2 separate regions of the Pan troglodytes genome follow, and region 2 is linked to region 1. A link is a contact called in public HiChIP or PLAC-seq data. All regions are on one chromosome and are shown on one strand. The core of a region is the stretch at or near the end of the contact, and the rest is flanking DNA. Distances in the headings are between cores, read along the strand shown.

Region 1 (4,983 bases), core at 181-2,680:
AGTAACTTTCTGTTCCTCACCATCCACAGCGGCACCTCCGATGCTTTCAGCCAGGAGAACCTAGAATTTGTGTGCTGTGGGGACCAGGTTGCTCCTAGGGTGGACAAATAGAAGGAGATGGTTTTATCGCCACCTCGGAATGTGTGTGTGTTTTCAGACAGACTCTCGCTCTGTCACCCAGGCTGGAGTATGTACCATGGTGCGATCATAGCTCATTACAGCCTCCAACTCCTGCTTTAGTGTCCAGAGTAGCAGGGGTTAATTTTTTTTTAATTTTTTAATTTTTTTTTTGAGACAGTCTCTGTTGCCTGGGTTGGAGTGCAGTGGCGCAATATTGGCTCACTACAATCTCTGCCTCCTGGGTTCAAGTGATTTTCCTGCCTCAGCCTCCTGAGTAGCTGGAATTACAGGCACCTGCCACCATGCCCAGCTAATTTTTTGTATTTCTAGTAGAGACGGGGTTTCACCATATTGGCCCGGCTGGTCTCAAACTCCTGACCTCATGATTTGCCCACCTCGGCCCCCAAAGTGCTGGGATTACAGGCATGAGCCACCGCGCCCAGCAGCAGGAGCTAATTTTTAAAAATTTTTTGTAGCAACAAGGTGTTGCTATGTTACCCAGCTGGTCCTGAGTCACTGGGGTTACAGGTGTGTGTGCCAGGCTTGCTTCCTCCTCCGTTAAGTGGCCATTTTTCCACCTCAAAAATTGGTTTGGGACACAAGGAAGAATTGGAAATGCTTAAGATGAGAACAAAAGTTGAGACCACCCAACACAGCTGGGACCTTACTGCCCAGTGCTCCCAGTGGTCGGACCAAAACCCCACACCAGACAGTACAAAGGCCCACTCCCGAGCTGCCGCTTACGGCCCAGCGGGAACAGACTGTATTCTTATCCTTCGGCATTTCTCTGCAAATAAAAAGGTGCCACTGCGGTCCGGCCTTTGTGCACTTGCCCTTGTGCTGAGCAAGGCGGGTGGCCTGTTCTTACCGCTGGGTTCTGCTGCCCCCACCCCCATTTCGGTGACTAAACCTGCAGCTCTGATCCTGTTCCCAAAGGGGCAGGAGCCCGGGCTCACCCCAGGCAGTCCCTGGCCTCCCTGACGGCCCCCTCGGGTGGGGCTCAGTGCTTTGATCGCCTTTCCAGCGCCGATACTGCAGTAGCTGGGCCCAGCCTAGAGCTCGCGGTCACGAACACCGGCAGCCTCTTGCCTACAGTGTCCCGCGCTGTAGAAGAGCCTGCCCTGGCGCTGAGCTGGTCGTGGCTGCTTCAGCAGTGGGCCTGCGCCTCCCTGTAGGCCAGCCCTGGCCCAGATCCAGGTGCCTGCCCCGGAAGCGCGCGGCTGCCCGGGATGAAGCCGGAGGGCGGCGAGCGGCTGTTTCGGCCGGTAGGTGGAGGCGTTGACCAGCCTCTGGGAACGGGGCAGGGCCTAGTGCGGGGGGCTCCGCCCCCTCCCCAGGAGGCGAGCTCACCCCGCGACCTTTATCCCGCGCGTTGCGGTCAAGATGGCGCTGGTGGCTTCTGTGCGAGTCCCGGCGCGCGTTCTGCTCCGCGCGGGTGCGAAACCCGGGGTGGGCAGGGATCGGGCCTGGGCCGGGGCCAGGACCGGGAACTAACGGGCTCCCCCACGCTGCCTTCGCAGGGGCCCGGCTCCCGGGCGCGGCCCTCGGGCGGACGGAGCGGGCGGCCGGCGGCGGAGACGGCGCGCGGCGCTTCGGGAGCCGGCGGGTGCTGGTGGAGCCGGACGCGGGCGCAGGTGAGCGGGCGGCGCCGAGGGAGGGCGGGCGTGGGGTCAGGACCCGCGGGAGTCCGCCCTCGCGGGGCGCTGTTGGAGAACCACGTCTGTCGACGCTCGGTTTGTGTTTAGAACCCAAGTTTCGAAACAGAACCTTGCCGCTCTACCTGGGTTCGTTCGTCATGAGATAAAAGTTTCTGTTTTTAAAGTTGGCGGAGGCCGGGCGCGGTGGCTCACGCCTGTAATCCTAGCACTTTAAGAGGCTGAGGCGAGCGGATCACCTGAGGTCAGGAGTTCGAGATCAGCCTGGCCAACATGATGAAACCCTATCTGTACTAAAAAATACAAAAGAAAAAAATTAGCTGGGCGTGGTGGTGCGTGCCTATGCCTGGGAGGCTGAGGCAGAAGAATCGCTGGAATCTGGGAGGTGGAGGCTGCAGTGAGCCGAGATTGTGCCGCTGCACTCCAGCTTGGGCCACAGAGCAAGATTCCGTCTCAAAATAAATAAATAAATAAAAATAAAGTTGGCGGGGATATGAGCTGTTATCTAAGTTATTCAATTGGAAGTGGAAAAGAATTGGAATCTTTTGGAATAAAATTATGTTTGTTAACACTCCCATGTGGCACAGAACCTCGTACCTACCCGCCGGTCAGAACCCTTGGTAAAACCCACTGGAAAGGACAGAAAAAGTACTTTTGGAAGAGAAGCCTGTGCGCTCCCTCCAGACAGGAGGCCGAGCTGAGGGCACCGAGAGGGCACGCCTAGGCGCCAGCAGTTCTGCTTCCAGGACATGCTGACCTGGACCTCCTGGTGCAGCAGTCCCTGCTGTGGCTCCTGAGAGGAGGCCCTGCCCCTCCGAAAGTAAGTCACAGCCCCTGCCCTCCCCAACCCCCCAGACTCAGGGCTGTGCCCAACTTTGCACAGCTTCAGGACTCCAGGCTCCTGGTGCCTCTGAACTTGGTTCCGTCCTCTCTGTCTGGGCTGAGGGAGCTGCCTGGGCTCTCTCTACAAACTGAGAGGGACAAACTAAGACCAACTTCAAACTGACTTTTTTTGTTTTTTTGGAGATGTAGTCTTGCTCTCCAGTCGCCAGACTGGAGAGCAGTGGCGCAATCTCGGCTCACTGCAACCTGTGCCTCCTGGGTTCAAGCGATTCTCCCTCCTCAGCCTCCCAAATAGCTGGGATGACAGGGACCCACCACTACGCCCACTAATTTTTGTAAAAACTGAGTTTCTGAAGGGATCATTTCTGTAGCATATTTGAATATATCTCAACAAAATGCAAAAAAAAAATTATTATTTTTTTTTTTTGAGACAGAGGCTCCCTCTGTCGCCCAGGCTGGCGTGCAATGGCGCGGTTCTGGCTCAGTGCAATCTCAGTCAGGCCTGACTTTCTGACTCCTCCAAACTCTACTTTGTCTTTTTTTTTTTTTTTTTTTTGAGATGGAGTCTTGCTCTGTCGCCAGGCTGGAGTGCAGTGGCACGATCTCCGCTCACTGCAAGCTCCGCCTCCCGGGTTCACACCATTCTTCTACCTCAGCCGCCCAAGTAGCTGGGACTACAGGTGCCCGCCACCACACCCGGCTAATTTTTTTTTTTTTTTGGTATTTTTAGTGGAGACGGGGTTTCACCATGTTAGCCAGGATGGTCTTGATCTCCTGACCTCGTGATCCACCCGCCTCGGCCTCCCAAAGTGCTGAGATTACAGGCGTGAGCCACCGCGCCCGGCTTACGTTGTCTTTTTATATGGTAAAGTGGGGAGGCACTCGGGTAAAAAAATTGTCATTGTACGAACACTTTTCCTTTTTTACTGGAGGTAATGTGTGTGTGTGTGTACATAAAAATCTTTAAAATATGCCTCACATTTACCATTCTAGCCGTTTTGCAACGTACAACCCAGTGGCCGTAAGTATATTCACAATGTGTAGTCCACACTACCCATTCCAATACCTTAAGATAACATGTTTTTGAGTCCGGGCCCGGTGGCTCCCACCTGTAATCCCAGCACTTTGGGAGGCCAAGGTGCGCGGATCACGAGGTCAGGAGATCGAGACCATTCTGGCTAACACGGTGAAACCCCATCTCTACTAAAAAATACAAAAAAAAAATTAGCCAGGCGTGGTGGCGGGCGCCTGTAGTCCCAGCTACTTGGGAGACTGAGGCAGGAGAATGGTGTGAATCCCCGAGGTGGAGCTTGCAGTGAGCCGAGATTGCGCCACTGCACTCCAGCCTGGGCAACAGAGCAAGAATCTGTCTCAAAAATAAATTAATTAATAAAATAAAATAAATAAATAAATAAATAGGAATGACAACCACATGGATGAACCTTGAACACATGATACTAAGTGGACAAAGCCGACAACAAAGCCCGGCGGTATCCCAGTGATATGGAATATGGCCGGAGCAGGAAAACTGCAGACACAGAACGAAGATTGGTGGCTTCCAGGAGCTGGGGGTGGGATGGGGAGCAACTGCTCATGGGGACAAGGATTCCTTTTGGGACAATGAAAAGGTTCTGGAACTAGGCAGCGGTGATAGTTGCACAACACAGTCAGTATACTGAATTGTGTAAGTGCCTGACTTGTTTACTTAAAAATGGCTAATTTAGGCTGAGCACAGTGGCTCATACCTATAATCCCATCATTTTGGGAGGCTGAGGCAGGAGGATCACCTGAGGTCAGAAGTTCATGACCAGCCTGGCCAACCTGGTGAAACCCCGTCTCTACTAAAAATGCAAAAATTAGCCAGGCATGGTGGTGTGTCCTGTAATCCCAGCTTCTCAGGAGGCTGAGGCAGAAGAATGGCTTGAACCCAGGAGGCAGAGGTTGCAGTGAGCCGAGATAGCGCTGCTGCACTCCAGCCTGGGCAACAGAGCGAGACTCTTGTCTCAAAAAAAAATAAAGATAGAAAATGGTTAATTTGGCCGGGCATGGTGGCTCACACCTATAATCCCAGCACTTTGGGAGGCCTAGGCGAGGTGTTCACGAGGTCAAGAGATCGAGACCATCCTGGCCAACCAACATGGTGAAACCCCATCTCTACTAAAAATACAAAAATTAGCTGGGCATAGTGGCGCATACCTGTAGTCCCAGCTACTCAGGAGGCTGAGGCAGGAGAATCGCTTGAACCCGGGAGGTGGACGTTGCAGTGAGCTAAGATTGCACCACTGCACTCCAGCCTAGGCGACAGAGCAAGACAGTCTCAAAAAAAATAATACAGAGGTTGGGTGTGGTGGCCCACACCTGTAAT
Region 2 (4,551 bases), core at 1,694-4,193, 260 kb before region 1:
GGGGGCCAAAAAGCAGTTGCAGAAACACAAGCATAAAATACAAGGCGCTCGCCAGCAGGGAGGAAGTCACAGGAAATACGGAAAAGGAGCATATGACAACTTCTTGGAGGACATGATGAATAAAGAATCAACAGGACATTTGTCATGAGAAAAAAAAGGGGAAGCTGGGACGGGGGCCTGCAAGAGGCCTGTGGACCTCATTCGGTTTAAGACCAATCCGTCAGTGCCAGGCAGGCCAAGGGCCAGGAGCTGGGGACACAGCTGGAGGTTGGCGTTGTGGCAACAGCAGAGGCCACTGGAGGGCAGGGGGCTTGTTTAGGTCGGCACAGCAGGTGAAGCCAGGTCCTGGAGGAAAGCATGCTGAGAAGGCAGAAATGAAGTCAGAAGTTGAGCCAGTCATGGTGGCTCATGCCTATAATCCCAGCCCTTTACGAGGCAGAAGCAGGTGGATCGTTTGAGGCAACAAGGAGTTTGAGACCAGCCTGAGCCACATGGCGAGACCCTGTCTCTAAAAAAAAATTAGCTGGGCATGGTAGCCTGTGCCTGTAGTCCTAGTTATTCAGGAGGCTGAGGCAGGAGGATTGCTTGAGCCTGGGAGGTTGAGGCTGTAGTGAGCCATGACCACACCACTGCACTCCAGCCTGGGAAACAGAGCAAGACCCTGTCTTGAGGAGGGGGGGGAAAAAAAAAAGCAGTTGATTGAATTGGCCAAGTGAAGTCAGAGGTCAGCTCCTGGAGAGCCACAGTAAGCCACGTTTATCCCGAAGAGCCAGGGATAAGCAGGAAAGGCCTAGGCCAGCAATACCGTGTTCTCAATTTCCAGACACCTGCTGGTCAGGCTGCCCGAAGACCTGCGTAGGTCTTGACTGAGAGAGAGGAAAGTAGCTGGGTGCAGAAAAAGGGCTTGGTGGACAAACTCAGGGCTTCAAGGGCAAGCAGCAACAGCTAGAATTTAAGTTCCACATGGGCGGGGATCCCATTTTGTTCACTGCTGTCCTACCAGTACCTGGCACATAGTAAGCGCTCAATCAAGATTGTTTGGATGAATGAGTGACAGCCACAAGCTAGTACCCCACAGGTGGCTGGGCAAAATGGAATCTCTGAAGGCATTCTGGGGGCAAAGAACAGAGGAGGCTGGGGGGAAGGGCTCGGCAGCCTGTTGGGAGAAGCCTTGAGTCTGTGGAAAGAGCAGGCGGTGCCTAGGGGGAAGGAGAAGTCTAGACCACTTCTTCCACCACAAATGACCCCTTACTTGCACACGATGGGAAGGGCAAGGCTCACTCACGAATGGCAGACAGGCCCAGGCAGAAGGAGGCCCGCAAGAGAACAGAGAGCCCCAAGCCCCCACCCCACAGGTGTTTACAGTCAGCAGAGACTGTTTGGAGTTCAAACCCTCCACATATCTGCACTAGGAGCCTCCCCAGGCCACCAGGCAGGGTGGGGCAGGGCACGGTCATCAAAGCTAAAACCAGACCTAACCACGGAGGTGGAGATCAGACCAGGCCAGGCCAGTCCACGGAGGCTGAGACTGGGCCAGAACTTAACTCGTGGGACCCACATTCCTGGGCCTAGCCCTAGCCCAAGTGCCATTCTCCCAGGGAGACCAATTGTCACTAAATTGGACGCCCAGGACCTGTCAAGGCCCAATTTCAAAAGCAGGGTGCCACCAAGAACCCTAGAAGGCCCCTTCTCCAAGCCCAGGGAAGCCCCTCCCAACTTCAGGCCTCAGGGAAGGAAAGGAAGGTCATTCATTCACCCCTCCATTCATTAGGACCAGAACTGGAAGCCTCAGTCCTGAGGGCAACGACTGGATCCCATAAACTCGGACACCCATGCCACCCTCTCACCCACCTCAGAGCACAGACCCCTCTGCAAGCTACACAGCCCCGCCAGCGCCGATGCTGCTGTCTCCCCGCTCCCTCCACTTCCACACACTCCCACCCGGGTCTCCGCGGGCTCTCCGAACCAAGCCCTCAGCCCAGCTTTCCCAAACAGCCTACACAGCGACACGGGTATTGGGCAACCGTAACCAGCTCCAACCGGAAGTACCTGCCTGTGGGTGAGACCCACCTGACCCCCGGGGCCGGCCGCCATAAGGGCGAGGGCTGAGGACCTCCCGTGGGGGACATGGGCTCCCCACCAGCCGGAAAGCTCCAGCGACCGGCTGGGCGTTCCTGGGCCGGACCCGCGCCGCCGCCCGCGCACTGGGGCCTTCGAGGTGTGATGTCACCTGCCCGCAGAATCGGCCCCCCTCGCGCCGCCCCCCTCGCGCCCCCACCCCAGCCTCCCTCTCGCCGCTCCCGGGGCTAATATGGCAGCGGCGCCGCCGCCCCACCCCCGCAACCGCACGACCCGGCTGGCAGGGCCGCCGGCCCGGACCCCCGAGACTCACACCCCGGCCAAGCCCGCACGCCCTGCGCCCCTGACCCCCGGCGGCTCCCCGCAGCCCTCGGGGCGCCGACCCCCGCCCGCTGTCACACGGGGCCCGGGCGCCCCCGACCGCTCGGGATTACGTCAGAGTGACGTCACACACCGGACCCCGGCGAGCTGCGGGCATGAGCAACGCGCGCGCCCCCGCCCCCGAGTCCCTCCCGCCGCCGCGCTCACCGCTGAAGACCATGGCGGCCGAGGCGCCCATGACGGCGAAAAACGAAGCATACTCGGGGCCGCTCTTGGACTCGGACATGTCTGCGGGTGGGGAGGGGGCAAGCTCTGCGGGCCGAGGCGGGGGCGAGGACGGGCCGGGCACGAAGGTTTGCGGGCGGGCGGCGGCGAAGGCGATCCGGCCCGTCAGCCGCTGCGCTCTAAATACCAGCACCGCAGAACAAAATGGCGGCCGCGTCCGCGTCACATGACCTGGGCCCCGCCCCTGCGAGCCGTACCACTTCGCACCGTGGGGGAGACGCGTCCCCGGGACGCCCGACCGGCCCGTTGACCTCCCCCGGGCTGTGCCGCCCGCCCAGCGACCCGGCCCCGGCGCCCGGCACCGCCCCGCCTTGGCCTCCGCGGGTGTTTCCGGGCGCCGCCGGCCTCTGGATCTCCGCAGCGTTGGACCGGTCTCGCGCCGGGGCGGGGCGGTGTGGTGTGTGCTTCATTAGCATACGGGGCGGGGCCTCGGCGCCCCGCCTCCTCTGCGGCTGCGCGTCGTCTGCAGGTGTTCGGTTCCCGGCGACGCTTTTCTTTGTACCCCTGGCGTGCAGCTGCAGGCCGTGGTTTCGCGGCCTTGTCCCCAAGACGGGGCCTCACTCCTCCGGGCGCTGGTCTTCCAGGATCTCCCTACCAATCCTGGGCGAGCTAAGGGTCCCAGCAGAAGTGCGGCGCGCGGGCCTCCTCTGCCACAGCGTCCGGAAAAGCCCCCAGCCCACACCTGTGAAGTCCCAGCCCGTGGCTGCGGTCACCTCCCTCCACCCTGTCCCCAGTCTCCTCCAGACCCAGACCTACTGCCTCTGACCAAGCGGTTGGTGACTTCACCTCTCGCTTCGGAGAAAAAGGACCCCCTCCCCGCACCTGTCTCTGCCTTTGCATCAGGGACCCAAACATTAGTGGGGTGTGTCTCTGTCCCTCAAGATGTAGGCATGACTGGTGGAAGCCCTGTCGGAACTGCGACCTCTCGAGGCCCCCCGGGCTCTGCACGTTCTGGCGTCCTGGTCCTCCCACCTGTCCTTGCAGCCACCCACGCACGCAAATCCTGCACCTTCAGGGCCATCTTTCTGTCTTTCTGGAGCAGTTGGAGCGCTTCCCGCAGCTGTGAAAGCAGCCCAGCCAGGGCTGGCGCTGCCCTACTGATCCTGTGTGGCAGTCCCTGGCACCCCCTCTGCCTGATCTCCATTCCCCCTTTCAGGGGCCCTGGGCAGCTGCCACCAGGCCTGAGTGTCCTTTGAGCTCTAAGGCCTCATCCTGGGTTAGAGCTCTCCCTGAGTAGCCTGGATGCTGGCTCACCACCTTCTCTACGTAGGCAATGGGGTCATGGCCCCTGGTCTGGCCCTCCTGCTGGACTCAGCCCCACCTTCCCCAGCAGGAGCCTCCCTCAAGCCCCTTCCCCAGGCTAGCCTGGGTCTGCCACTCTTGGAACTTGCAGCCCGTGAAAGTCCCTAAGTCTGTCCTGGTTCAAAGGAGAGGAGGCAACAGATATGGCCAGAGGCCCTTTCTGCTCCTCCCTCTTTCTTGCCCGGCCCTTGTTTCTGAGAAGAGGAATCTTCACTCTGTCTCCACCTCCTCACCTGCCCTTCCCTCCCCAGCTCCTTGCCCTTGCCAAGGTCACTGGTGACCGCCATTTCTCTAAGCAGAAGGACATCTGTCAGGCTGTCCAAGTGGACCTCTGTGCTGCGTGGCCTGCCACCCTCTCCACACACTCTCCTCTCTCCTGCGGACTTCCTAAACCTCAGACGCCCTCATTCTTCCTGGAGTCACAAGGCCCTATAGCCCCAATTTTGCTGCAGGTCCTGGCATACCCAGGGCTGCCCCTGGCTCTGCCCTTCCCCTGCTTGATCCGATCCTTTCCCTGGCTTTGTCCCCCATCTTACGCCGTCTTGTCCCTCACCTGCACCATTC

What was found. HiChIP or PLAC-seq counts read pairs in DNA pulled down with a chosen protein or histone mark.
Region 2: a contact with region 1 is called in an H3K4me3 HiChIP or PLAC-seq map of stem cell-derived excitatory neurons, with 2.8 times the contacts expected there. The contact joins the promoter of ATP6V0C here to the promoter of ECI1 in region 1. A contact is called at or near these places in 1 of 7 Hi-C or Micro-C datasets (stem cell-derived neural progenitor cells) and 1 of 1 datasets of contacts at active chromatin or transcription factors (stem cell-derived excitatory neurons).

The regions. Positions count from the first base shown.
Region 1 is chr18:4,861,476-4,866,458 of NHGRI_mPanTro3-v2.0_pri, reverse strand. ECI1 (enoyl-CoA delta isomerase 1) reads left to right here and starts at 1,430. Exons shown (of 7, transcript XM_016928655.3): 1 at 1,430-1,555; 2 at 1,641-1,754. The coding sequence starts at 1,504. LOC107968667 (a long non-coding RNA gene) reads right to left here and starts at 1,647. Exons shown (of 3, transcript XR_008539907.2): 1 at 1,471-1,647.
Region 2 is chr18:5,124,582-5,129,132 of NHGRI_mPanTro3-v2.0_pri, reverse strand. ATP6V0C (ATPase H+ transporting V0 subunit c) reads right to left here and starts at 2,943. Exons shown (of 3, transcript XM_510748.7): 1 at 2,608-2,943. The coding sequence starts at 2,686.